3 separate regions of the Zea mays genome follow, and all the other regions are linked to region 3. A link is a contact called in public Hi-C data. All regions are on one chromosome and are shown on one strand. The core of a region is the stretch at or near the end of the contact, and the rest is flanking DNA. Distances in the headings are between cores, read along the strand shown.

The links. Hi-C and Micro-C count contacts between places; a contact is called where the count stands out from the background.
Region 1: a contact with region 3 is called in a Hi-C map of tassel, with 4 times the contacts expected there. The contact joins the promoter of LOC100279146 here to the promoter of LOC100285351 in region 3. A contact is called at or near these places in 7 of 25 Hi-C or Micro-C datasets (ear, endosperm, leaf and 1 more) and 1 of 3 datasets of contacts at active chromatin or transcription factors (leaf).
Region 2: a Hi-C map of leaf shows a contact between it and region 3, with 4 times the contacts expected there. The contact joins the promoter of LOC100193650 here to the promoter of LOC100285351 in region 3. A contact is called at or near these places in 3 of 25 Hi-C or Micro-C datasets (ear, endosperm and leaf).

What each region holds. Positions count from the first base shown.
Region 1 is chr5:204,665,377-204,669,608 of Zm-B73-REFERENCE-NAM-5.0, reverse strand. It overlaps LOC100279146, which reads right to left and starts at 2,481. Exons shown (of 1, transcript XM_008647841.2): 1 at 1,081-2,481. The coding sequence starts at 2,469. The coding sequence ends at 1,939.
Region 2 is chr5:204,691,482-204,695,652 of Zm-B73-REFERENCE-NAM-5.0, reverse strand. LOC100193650 reads right to left here and starts at 2,626. Exons shown (of 8, transcript NM_001352256.1): 1 at 2,312-2,626; 2 at 1,938-2,028; 3 at 1,781-1,833; 4 at 1,525-1,689; 5 at 905-1,023; 6 at 539-656; 7 at 379-456; 8 at 1-264. The coding sequence starts at 2,446. The coding sequence ends at 166.
Region 3 is chr5:204,513,447-204,518,168 of Zm-B73-REFERENCE-NAM-5.0, reverse strand. LOC100285351 (pale aleurone color 1) reads left to right here and starts at 1,459. Exons shown (of 2, transcript NM_001158243.1): 1 at 1,459-1,627. The coding sequence starts at 1,514.

The DNA.
Region 1 (4,232 bases), core at 1,232-3,731, 150 kb before region 3:
TTAGCCCGAGTCCGAGCCCTGGGGTCGGGCGGAGCGGAGTTCGCCGTTTTCCGGGTTTTAGCCCGAGTCCGAGCCCTGGGGTCGGGCGGAGCGGAGTTCGCCGTCTTCCGGGTCTTAGCCCGAGTCCGAGCCCTGGGGTCGGGCGGAGCGGAGTTCGCCGTCTTCCGGGTCTTAGCCCGAGTCCGAGCCCTGGGGTCGGGCGGAGCGGAGTTCGCCGTCTTCCGGGCCTTAGCCCGAGTCCGAGCCCTGGGGTCGGGCGGAGCGGAGTTTGTCGTGGCGCCTTTGGCAAGGCCTGACTGCCTGTCAGACTCACTCTGTCGAGTGGCACCGCAGTCGGAGTGGCGCAGGCGGCGCTGTCCTTCTGTCAGACTGGCCAGTGGAGCGGTGGAGTGACGGCGGTCACTTCGGCTCTGCCGGGGGCGCGTGTCAGGATAAAGGTGTCAGGCCACCTTTGCGTTAAATGCTCCTGCAATTTGGTCAGTCGGTGTGGCGATTTAGTCAAGGTTGCTTCTGAGCGAAGCCAAGGCCTTGGGCGAGCCGGTGATGTGTCCGCCGTAAAAAGGGGGGCCTCGGGCGAGACGGAAGTCTCTCGAGGTCGGCTGCCCTTGGCCGAGGCTAGGCTCGGGTGAAGCGTGATCGAGTCACTCGTGTGGACTGATCCCTGACTTAATCGTACCCATCAGGCCTTTGCAGCTTTATGCTGATGGGGGTTACCAGCTGAGAATTAGGCGCCTTGAGGGTACCCCTAATTATGGTCCCCGACAAGTTTAGTATCACTTGGCTACCATTTATTTTAGCTCAGGGCTTAAGCACTCATATTTCTCATCTATAGAGGTCTCTAGTTTTAGCCAAGGATCCAACAGTTTTGTTTAAATTAACGTAGGTGCTCTATAAAGTGTTTAGCGTATGTGCTCTATAAAGTTGATACTCCATTTCTATAACTCTAGACCCCAAAAAATTAAAAATCACTCATGGATTAGCGTAGATGCTCTATAAAGTATTTTGATTAGTTAGTCTGTTATATTATTGCTTGCTCTAGATTATACCTAGTGATTAGGAGTGAGAAATAGACACATCCAACCCTTGATACTTGCATGTATTATTTGACACTTACACACATAATTGTAGTTAACCATGAGACACTTATAAGTCTTACGAGATCACAATAACCGTGTTTATAGTGTGATTACTATTGTATACTAAAGTGAACGAACGAACGAGGTCAAGGTTGAAGCAACACTTGTATGTCGTCTCGTCCCTTGGATTTGGATCCCCTCGCACACGTCACCAAAAGAATGAGACGGCAGTCCCTTGGATTTGAACCGGGAACTCGGTGGTAGTGAAGATGACGAAGAGTATTCGGAGAATTAAGGGCCAAGATTGAAGCAACACTTGCATGTCGTCTCGTCCCTTGGATTTGGATCCCCTCGCACACGTCACCAAAAGAATGAGACGGCAGTCCCACCCGCAGTCCCTTCTCGCCAGCGACAGCGATTCTGCGGCCAGCGTTAGATCATGGTCCAACGCCTGGAAGCTAGCATGGGCTGCCACGTGTCTGTCCGAAATTTCCAGACGCCTGCTAGGCTGCTAGCTACTCCTGACCGTGACGCCACTGGAGAAGAGTAAACTCTAGTCACATCCAGAACCAGGTAGGCAGCTGCGCTGAAGCTATCCAAACTGGCAAAATACGGAGAAGAAGAACAACTCCGAATCACCTGCTCATTAATCACTGCTATTATATTACTCGGACAAACTAAGCAAAGAATTTACACAGCAGATCCGTGGACACTGAAACTGCTCTTGCTGAGGCTTCTCAACGAGACAACGAGGAGAGGATCGGAGGCAGCGCAGATTCACATTCGCTACCCTTTTCTTTCATGACCGAGATGAGAACTTACGTACCAAACGCTGAAACACGTCGAGGAACAGTACTCTGACTCAGAGGGGCGGGGAGGGCGCGCCGACGTGGAGCGCGTGCGCTGGCGGCGGCGGCGGGAGCGGCGGCGTGGCGAAGGGGAGGCTCCGGAGCATGAGGAATCGCATGCGGCGCGGGAAGGGCGCGCCGTGGAGCAGCTGCTCCAGCACGCGCGCCACCAGCGCCGTGTACTCCTCCAGCAGCTCCGCCACGATGGCCACCAGAATCATTTGGTGCGCTGTGCCTCTCCGGCTGTCGGCCTCACAAGACGAGGGAGGAGGAGCAGCGCGGGCGCGGGCGCGGGCGCGGGAGCGGGAGCGGGAGCGCGGGGCTGGGAAAAGCGGGAATGAACGGTCCGGTGGTGCGGCGGTGGTAGGAAAATTGATTGGGTACGGCCTACGGGCGCCTCGGTGTGTGTATGGTCCATGGATTGGGTTTAGGGTTTGGGTTGGATTCATGGATATGGGACGGTGGGGCCAGGATAGTTTTGTTCGCTTCGGCGTCCGGTGGGCGCGGCTGCTGCCTGCTGGTTTGCAGTCGCAGGCCAAGGCCATTGCCCATGGCCCCCTGGCCCCTGGTGCGCGCGTAGGATAGGACGTCCGGTTCGGCTCTTGGGCGGAGCGAGTACTGCTAGGTGCGCTGCACCGCGAGATGTGACCAACGGCAGCGAGCCAGCGATGGCACCTTATCCGCTTATCCGAGATCACGTCACATGACTCGCCGGTCGGTCCACGAGAGTACGAGACCACGCCCACGAGCATCGCCCTGCGTCCGTCCTCCCCTCAATCCTACGTGTAGGGGTGCTAATGGTCTCTACATTTTAAACTATAAAATTTAAAAATTAAAGTAGACTATGGTCAGACTTTGGCTTATATTTATTTTAAACTAAAAATATTTAATGACCTTAATTTATTATGAATAAATATTTGGATCATGAACCATCACCATCCTTAACAATGGGCTACATCCTCGTCGCACGCATCCAACCTCACTTGTCAAAGCACATATCAGTCTTCCCCTCTATCGTTGTCAATCATGTCTTGCCTTCTTGTAGTTCTAACAGTCTTGCTATCACATTCCAATGTAACTCTCTATTCTAAACTCTCCTATATAAAAAGTATGCTCTATAGTACAACAATATTTTACACGGACATATACACACGGTCTCCTCAGCACGACCTTACAGCTGCATGCGCCATGGAGCCCGTAAGCCATGGCGCCTCACGATTTAGGCGCCTGAGAGGCTGATCCTTGGTTTCTCATCCTCTGGAGAAGGAAACCATGCTCCATGGGCCATGTCGTCATCCCGAAAAATTAATCACCTTGCCTCTGTGGGCTTGCTCGCTCTGCTCCCTTCCTTCGCGCGCAAGGAGCAGTTACATTGCGTGTCCCTCTTCTCCGTTCCCATGGGGCTATGTTGTCGCTTGACCCTCCTCGTCTCTTCCACATACCTAGCACGTACCCCACACATCGCTTCTCGCCCACCTCTGTTCTCTCAAGTCTACGCGTCTCTCATCTAAAGAAATTCATTAATAGATTAAAGTAAGCGTCGAGATAGTGATATCTTAAATTTGATGATGATGATGATAATAATAATAATAGGTTTAAAAAACTCAGAAGACAAATATAATAAAAATGAGAAAATCATATTCCTTATGGTGTATGTGAATGATATTCTATTAGCAAGCAGTGATAAGAATATGCAATTAGAGACTAAAAGGTTTCTATCCTCACGCTTCGATATGAAATATCTCGAGGAGATATCTTATGTATTGGGAACTGAGATTCACCAAGATAGAAATAAAGATGTATTAGATCTATCACAGAAGATATATATACAACATGTTCTTAATAATTTTAGTATACATACGTTTAACTACACACCAGCTCATGTATAGTCCTGGGCGATAATTTGGGAATTGATCAAGGTCCAAAGAACCAACATGAGATCAATCCAATGAAGTTGGTTTCATATGCTTTGACTATTGAAAGCAAAATGTATGCTCTGACTTGACATTATTCATATCTAGGATGCTTGTCAGATTTCAAAAGATTTCGAGAATACAACACTAAAAAGCCATTAAAAAAGTCTTGCAATATTTGTAAGGTACGAAACGCCTCATGTTAATATATAGAAAACAAAGTAGCCTTGAGATTATAGGATACTCAGATTCAGATTATAGGGGATGTGAAGAAGATAGGAAGTCCACATTAGGTTACATACTCACACTCGTAAGAGTAGCTATATCATGGAAAACTCGAAGCAAATAATCATTGCACCATTGACAATGTATGCTGAGTTTATTGCATATTACAA
Region 2 (4,171 bases), core at 1,377-3,876, 180 kb before region 3:
TGTGAGTAGGGTCTAGAAAAGAAATAACCGAGGCAAGTCTTATCCCTATATATATTTTGCAGAGAGGCTACCAATACAAATATTATATAGAGGGCATTGCAGTTGATTTTTCATGGCTTGACAGCAGTCACCATTTTTGGCTCAGCAGATGGTAATGCATCGTCTCTAGCTGCTGCTGACGGGGTGATACTGGGATAGCCGTAGCTTTGCAGGAATCCTCCTTAGAATGTACAGGACAAGAGATGAAGGGAGAATCTCCACAAGCTGCAGAAAAGATGGTAAGAACAGTGGAACATCAGAGTTATGGTAAGTATCAATTCGAAGTTGCCACACTGGAGCAGGAGGCTTAATTTCGTGCTTTGCAAACTTCATACATACCAGGTAATAGAACAAATTCAGAACTGGATGGTCAAGAACATCGAGGTCAGCTTCCTCGTCAAATGCATTGAAGCACATCTGCAAGAAATGACATTGCAAATTTCGTGAACGAAATGTAAGAGCTAAACCTGCACAACTTCCAGTGGAAGAAAATCTTTACCATTATGCATCGTGCCGAGAAACAACAGAAACATATGGTGGCAACTCTGCCGACTTCTCTCAGCTTTTGTTGCCTCCCTTTTGACTCAATAGGAAAATATTTCAGCATGATGAAAAGCCTGAACAAACAAGAAATGTAAGTGCATACTGCATATTTGTATGTAGTGCGGTAGCTAGATCAAACCCTGAACTTGATGCATATCACTAAGTACTAACGTAACACTTTTTAGATTTATACTTCTGCGGTACATGTTTTGCAGACAACCTAGTCAATCCAATTGGCTAACAAAAAGATAAAATAAAAAAATCCATGCATTGTTGTTAATGACTTTATTAAAGAAGCATTGAGTAGTATTCATGATCTTGCCTTCCTCCATAGATCAGAAAACCCAAGGCAGTGAAAAAAGAAAGACCTGCAATGAATAACTTAGAAGTGACTAGCATAGAATGATTTGGATTCCACCACAGCCACAACCACAGAAAACCCTGAAGACAGAATAATTCCATCAGAATGTCTTGAATATAATAACAGGATACTCAATGTAAACATATGAACAACTGAAATAAGAAGATTTTTGTTCAAGGAAAAAAATGAGCAATTCTTTAATACAAAACGAATCAATCATCCATAAAAGAATCAACCAAAATTTAACAAATAAAGATACTTCCTTTTACTCTGTGCACTATCTTTATCTGCTGCTAACTACTTTATATTTGAGTTAGTAAGAATCTATATTTTGACATTAGAGTTTTAAATATCAGAAATATTTTTTCTCGCTATGCCAAAGTAATGAATTCTTCTACAATTCCAATTGGCTTCTAATAATGTCTTTTCTTAAAAGAAAGGCCTCTAATAATGTGGAATAGCACCATATACAAAGAAATTAAAAATGTTAATGCCGTTCAGCAAAGAGACACACAATGCATGAAAAATTTATACAAACTGAATTAGCACTAGACTTAGTAAATAGAAAGATCATGCTTTACCTGCAATGCATAAACAACACAATTAATGATGTAGAAACCTGATCTAAGTCGATCAGTCATTATTCCACGTGCTTGGTAAAGTATCTCGGCCCAGAAAAGCGCTAACAGTGCATAGGTAGTGAAGAATGCAAGGCCAGGAAGATCAAGAATAACATGCTGAAAGATCTGGAATACAAATGAACGTGAGCAATCCAAGCTAGGACGATCAAATTGAAATTATCATTTACATTACAGGACAAAGTTAAGGCGTCCAAACCGGAGGGTTCACTTGTTGCACTTGGCGACGGAAAGCAAAGATAGAGCACCTGGCTGCAGATTTGAAATACAGCAAGGTTAGCAGTAAACAACAGACAGATGAGCAAGAAGGAGAGCATATGTGATGTCTTTTCTGCAACAAGGATTGAACTGTATACCCCCATTGACCACGAAATTCAGGAACTGGAAGACCTTTTGGGTTGTCCATCCATATTCAGGGACTCTGCACTGTATCCTGGCAACTTGGATCTGCATGGCATAGTACGATCATTTTTTTTTCTTCTTCCGTTTTTCAAATACTCAATTTATTCTTTTAACAGCCAGCATCGCATGTCAACCACAGGTATAACCGTATAAAGAAAGATACTAATGCTTATTCTCATGCAATGACATGATGAAGGCATCAACGGGCGCCTGCTTATTCCTTTGATGGTATCACGTCTGGGTAAATAATTCAGCACAGAGGCACGAAAGCACGCATCTTTCTCTACTGGCAGGCGTCCATATTCACAGAAGAAGACGAGACGCTTACGAATGAGGCGGTAGCAATGGCACCGTAGAGGACGGCGAGGGTCCAGAAGATCCCGTCCTGCCACGCCGGCGAGCCGTTGACGCGCTCCCACCAGTCTGCGACGGGCGCCGGCAGGGGCGCCGGCGCCGCCGCCATCGCCGCCCCGGCGCGCAGAGAGATCCTTTCGAAAGGAGAAGTACAGGGACAGCACCAAAAGGCGTCCTCTCTCCGACAGGGGAAACCCGTGGTGTGCTGGCACTGGCAGGATCCGGCGGCGACGGGGCGGCGTGGATTTATACGGCCGGGTGGCGTCGCGACCACAGGTTGGTGTCCGGCTGTGTTGGCGGTTGGCTTGTTGTTGGGTATGGGCCGCTCGCGCTATGTTTATACTCCTATATATCACACGTACACACCACCACCCGTGCCTGGATTGATTAATCCGATATAATCAATCGATTAACTAGCTAGCTGGGCTCAAACTGCAACGGTGGAGCCGATTCGAGTTTGGAAACGTCGCTTTCGCGTTGTGGTTGCAGGGGTTGGTCGATCGAGCCGGGCAGCCGGCTGAGATCAGCAGCCACAGTGGGTTTGGGCTTTCGGTGTTGATGATGAATCGGGCGCGGTCTGGACTGGATCAGCTGTTGGATCTGTGGCATGTTTCGCACGCCGGCCGGGCTGGAGAGTTGACATCTGAGATGGTGACGCATGTTACCGGGGGCTCGTCCGTGATTGTTGCTCTGAACAACCCCGAACCTACCGCAAATCTGGAGCCCGACGAACGGAAAATTCGCATACATCATACAGTATCTGATGTACGTACGTATGCTACGGCGTTTGAAGTCTCCACTGTTGTTGGTGCACCGGTCTCTCCTCAGCGGGTAGGCGATGGATGGGATGAGATCATGTTGTTTGGTAACTGGCGAATATTTCCGGTTGTTTGGTCATGGGACTACAGCAGCAGAGCGAGCTCTGAAAGTTCGTTTGCAGGTTTGGTGTTTGGAGTACTCCCTACTAGATACAAGGCTGTCTCCAGCAGGAGACTGTAAATGGTTCTGTACTCTAAATATAGAGGACGGTCAGGTCCTTTATCCCTCCAGCAAGGAACTCTAAAGCGTCCTCTAAAATTTAGAGGATGGCATGCGTCCCCTATCTGTAGAGGGTGTTCTATACACTGTACACCTTTTTGTGTCTGTAAGGTCACGTGGTGACGAGTAATAAAAAATAATATAGAATGTCAAATCTAGTACACTGTTGATATAGATGATGGAATTTAGAGGATATTGCTGGAGATGAAGAAGATATATAGTACAGAATCTTTTAGAGAGTGCTGTAAAGGACAAAGAATATTCCTTTAGGGGATCAAATTTAGGGAACCTTGTTGGAGACAGCCTTAAAGCAGAACATTCCTCCCGAATGGATGGCGTACCTGATATCACGCACAAATTCCCTGGCAAAGTAGACAACCGTACCAATGAATGCCGATTCCGATCATCCGATGGCATCTTTCGTTTCTTTGTCGCTTTTGGTGCTCATCTCTTCAGACTGTTGCGCGTATTTCTCAGCGTTTCACTGCTCATGAACACATCACATTTCCTGCCCTCCTCACTCGTTTCTCGCAGTCCATGTGCACTGCACGTTAATCTGGCCACACGACAGAAACTATTCTTTCTCATTGAAGATCACGAATCGGTTCCTCTGCGTCCTCCAAAAGCTCGGCATTTTTCAGGCACCATCCGAGCAGACCCGGTGGGTTCGATCGATAGGAGGCCCAGGTTCACGGTAAGTTGCACGATCGCAGTTCGTGGATGCCAAATCTCTGCTGGCCGTGAAGGCCTCGACATGTTGGGGAAGAACAATGCCGTATTACCGGCGAGGCCAATT
Region 3 (4,722 bases), core at 210-2,709:
CATTCATTGTACTACTACGTGGTGCCGTCCGTTAGGACAGGGTACCCTGTTCTGTTCCCCTGGAGCCTGGTGGTGCGGTGCTGATCCAAGAGAGGATAACGGCCTTCTGGTGAAGGTAGGAGTGAGATGGGACGACGTGTGGACGCTGTCGTCCGCTTTGGTCTCCTTTTGATCCATCCATTCCTTGATTGGACATGTGGTAGATGCATAGCGGCGCATCTAGAACCCATCACGCATGTAGTCGACACGGACATATAAACCGTATTAGCTGCTGACAGACAGGTGTTGGGCTGTGTCCTACGAGCGCACGAACGGGTATGATGGCGCCGCCTCGCCACGCGCTGGTCGAAGAAAGATGAAAAGCCAGTCCAGTTCGAGTGGAAAACTGACTGAGCGCGCGCGCGCGGAGAGATAGACACATCTCCGGACCGAAGCTCCCTTCGTTTTTTTCCTTTTTGACAACGACGGCAACGAGTTCGTCGATGTGACAATGAGCTTGGCACAGTTATCCGGCAGGCCCATCGGCAGAAGAACCCAAGGCAAGCGGGGCAGCAGGCCGGCCCAGATCAGCCCAATGCTGCAAACTGAAGCCCACCAGCAGCCGCACCAGGCAGGCGGTGGGACCCGGGCGGCGTTGGCTCGTTGCACGAAGAGGCGTAGCTGTCGCCGGCTGCGCTGCTCCTCTCTCTCTCTCCCTGTGCGTGGGTAGCGAGTGGCAACGGCGACCCGGCCGTGGGTGGAGACGACGCCCACACTGTTTGCTGCCATGATTGAGGGGGACTGGAGACGACGTCCTCCTCCGTCCCCATGCTCCTCTGCCCACCTGCACGGACGCTTGAGCGATGTATTTGGATGGCTCGAGGTGGACCGTGGGCAGAGGCAGGTGCGAGGACAGCGGCGCAGCCGGGCGCGACAGTCTGCAGCCGTGTGTTAGCCCCCACCAGCTTGTACTCATTCGTGCGCGCCCTTAATTTTACTTCGCTGCACCTGTACCACTTGATGCAACGGAGGCACTGGTGAGAGTAGACCGTCATCCGAGGGCATACGATAATTACAGTCCAAAGTAGCGGCTTATTTCTTGTAAATACCCTCGTTACAAATCTGCTCATGCCTCAGAACATTCAGACTGAAGCAAGATAAGGCGGTCTCAAAACAAAACAAAACAAAACAAAACAAAGGTAAGGCGACAACATACCCACAGCGTGCAAATGGAAATGGGTATGTATATCTGAATAGACCGGCCTGCGCATAGTTGAATCACACCCAAGTCCCATGGGCCTTACGGTCCTCCGTAGGCCGAGCATTCTTCGTGAATATGGGCCGAACCTTTCTTTTCTTACGCCGAACCCGACCATCTTGCTAGGGTTTTGCTCCGCTGCTCCCCCGCCGCCCCTGACAAGTATAACCAGCCGCGTCTCGGCAAAAAGTCCTCCGCGACAGAGAGCGTGCAGCCAGCCACCGACCACCCGCGCAGCGCAGGACTTGGGGAGCAAGCAAGGCGAAGCGGCCTGCCATGGATTCCTTCTCGTCCTCGCCGTCGTCGTCAGGTCCCGGCGCTAACCCGGACGTTGTTATGGAACAGATCAAGACGCAGCTCGCACAGGCTTACGCGCAGGAGTTTCTCGAGGTCAAATCTCTCGCAACCTTTTCTTCTGTTGACGCCACCTTTGCTATTCGTAATATGTAATGGATGGTTAGATTGTGGTTGCTCTGACTGATGGACTGAGATTCTTGATTTCTCATATGATACCTATGTTTGCTTGAGGGGAGTGATCTGGGGATCATTGTTTTTTTCTTGTAATCATTACTACTTTTTTATTGTTAGATTGTATGGAGCGATTGGGCGCAATAGCAGTTTAGCTCTTTTTTATTGTTAGATTGTATGGAGCGATTGGGCGCAATAGCAGTTTAGCTATTATGGTTGCACTTGCACTCAGAGAGGGAGAGGGAGGGAGGGAGGGAGGTGCCCTGTTATCAATGCGAGGAAAAAAATGTCAAGCTCTATGTTTCTATTGAGCAGCTGGCCTCTCATTTAAGCTAAGTACTCAAGATATTAATTGGGGGTGATTTCATTGGATTGAAAACCTAATTCACGGGTGACCTTGTTTAGGGTAAAAATGGTGAAGTAATGCTTATATGCTGCTGTAGTGACTATTGATGGTAGCCAGAGCTAGGCTGACATTTAATTGAACAAGTAACAGCTCCTTTCTGGTGCAATTCTAGTCAATTTTCCAGTTCCCTCTCTTTTTTCTCGCAGACATTTAACGACATTAACTAAGTGCAACTACTAGCGCATGCTAAAAAAGGCCCAAACAGTCACCTACAGTCAGACATAAGCTTATTGTTTCAACCCCCTAGTCTCCATAGTCTGGCCTATAGGAGGTGGACCCTCATGCTGAACGGGGAGCCAATTTTCGTGACCTTTCTCGGCCGGGGCTCTAATTGAGCTTCTTCTTAATATAATACCGTGGGGGCGGTCTTTCCCCCTTCCAGCCGAGTTTTGTACTTGCCCTCCCTCTAATATGTTGATGTTTTGCATGTTGTTTGTTTTCTAATACATACTTTGCTTAAATACATTGTTTTCTTCTACCAAGGTTATTAAAACGATAAAACGTTGAAACGTTCATGGGTGAAGTTTTGACTTTTAAACGTTTAAACAATGTTTAAACGTAGTTTTAAACAACACAGGAAAAATACCAATATATCATAATTTGAGACAATAACATTAAGTTAAATATCAAAACAAAGAGGTTAGTGGCTTACCAAAACTTCACCCATGAGCCGGATTGGACCCCAAAAGTAGATAACAGACTGAACCCAAAAGTAGCTAATGGTCTAAAACGCATGAAACACTGCGTTTTACAGTTTAGAACGCCAAAACGCTAAAACATGAATTCAATCTCTAATTAAAGTTTTGTCGTTTAAACGTTGTTTTAATAACACTGCTTCTACCTCTGTGTGCCTCCATTTTTTTATCCTTGCTTATATTGAAAGCCGATAAAGAGTTTTGCAGCATTATTTTTACTCCATGCTGTGTTTTTTATGCCATTGTTTTTTTTGGAATATGATATTTCTTTGTTCGTATTCAAAGCCAATAAGGAGTTTTACAACATTCTTTTTATACATGCTTGGATTACTAGCTAACTATAGCTTATCGGTAGCATCCTACTCATGAAGCCCCCATTAGCATAAAGCAAAGACTGAACAAATTTACATAGATGTCCACTCATCAACCACACTAACCACCAACAATTGCTACAGATCAAACAAGTTTAGGACCGGTCGCCAGTCTCATGGAGTCCATAACACAAAATCATTCATCCATTGTAGTGGTGGCATAATGAGCAGTGTCTTCCACTTCTGCCGAAACGATACCCAAGAGAACAATTGGTTTGTTAGGAATTTAATTTCTTTTAAATTGTCATCCTTATTTTTCCTGAACCGAACCTTGGCCCATTTGGCCACTTCCATTCCAGAGAAACGACAACATTTGGCCATTTCTATTCCAGAGAACGGCAACATTTGGTCACTTTCATTCTAGAGAAACGGCAATAGGATTATCTTTACAAGCAGAAGTACAAGAGAAGTGCTGCGATGAGATACTAAGCTAAATCTAGGAACCCTCATCATTTGGCTAACATATATGATATGCGGATACTTCCAAATTCTCGAAAATTGATACTCCTCCCTTGTCAGGAAAAGATACTCAGACATGTATAGGACGTTTTCATGATTTAATAAATAAAAATATAAAATAGTTCTGGTACTTTTGTTGACACCACTTACTCTTAGATTAGATTCTTTGCAGACCTCTGAATCCTGAACCCTTATTACCTCTATGAACCCACCCACTGCACGCACCCCATTTGTTCCTGACAATACATAGGTTCAAATAATCAGGTATATTCTGAGACTTATTAAATCAATAGCGAGCAAATCAAGTTGCAGAATAACCTTTCAATCAACTTCTTTTTAATTTTTTTTTATTATACATTATACATATACCACCATATCTGAAGTCCTGTGTCATGATAGTACCGGATTGTCCATCCTTGACTTTGGGTAATGCATCCTGCGTGATGATTTGGGTCAAAATAAATTCTAGTTCAACAGGATGGCAAAGCTACAACAATAACCAAAATCAGGGAGAATAGCCTAAGCTTTGATGGTGTTAGGTTTCAATTCCAATTGACATTTTGTTATGCATCTTTGAAAGTGCTCACACAAAACCTGGAAACAAAACAAACCCCCAAGTATTATGAGATCCAAAATTACCGATTGTCCCCCAAGTCCCAATCGGAGGCATTTATCATTCTGTGTGCCTTTATCCTTTTGATATCAGCTTGGTTTACCTTTTGGCCATGGTTGATTCTTCTTCAGCTGTGTTTAATAATGGAGTGAATGTATTTTTTTTTGAGGAAAATGTATTTTTTTGTTGAGGCGGTGCTTTCAGCCTGAAACGATGACATAACAAGCAGTATACATGCAATTAGCCAATTATATTGGAAGTTTCTTCCTTGTTTCTGTGCCACCAGTATTAATTTTTCGCCTTGGGTCACGTGCAATGTGTTGAGCCCGAACAATTGACTAGTTCTTCTTTGGGGGTCACATGAGCGAATTTAAAAACTATTTAGTTGCCTTGGAAGATTCACAGCCCTGAGGGGACAACACGATGTATCTAGGAAATTGCCAGTCTTTTTTCCACATGTTGCCAAGTTTTTA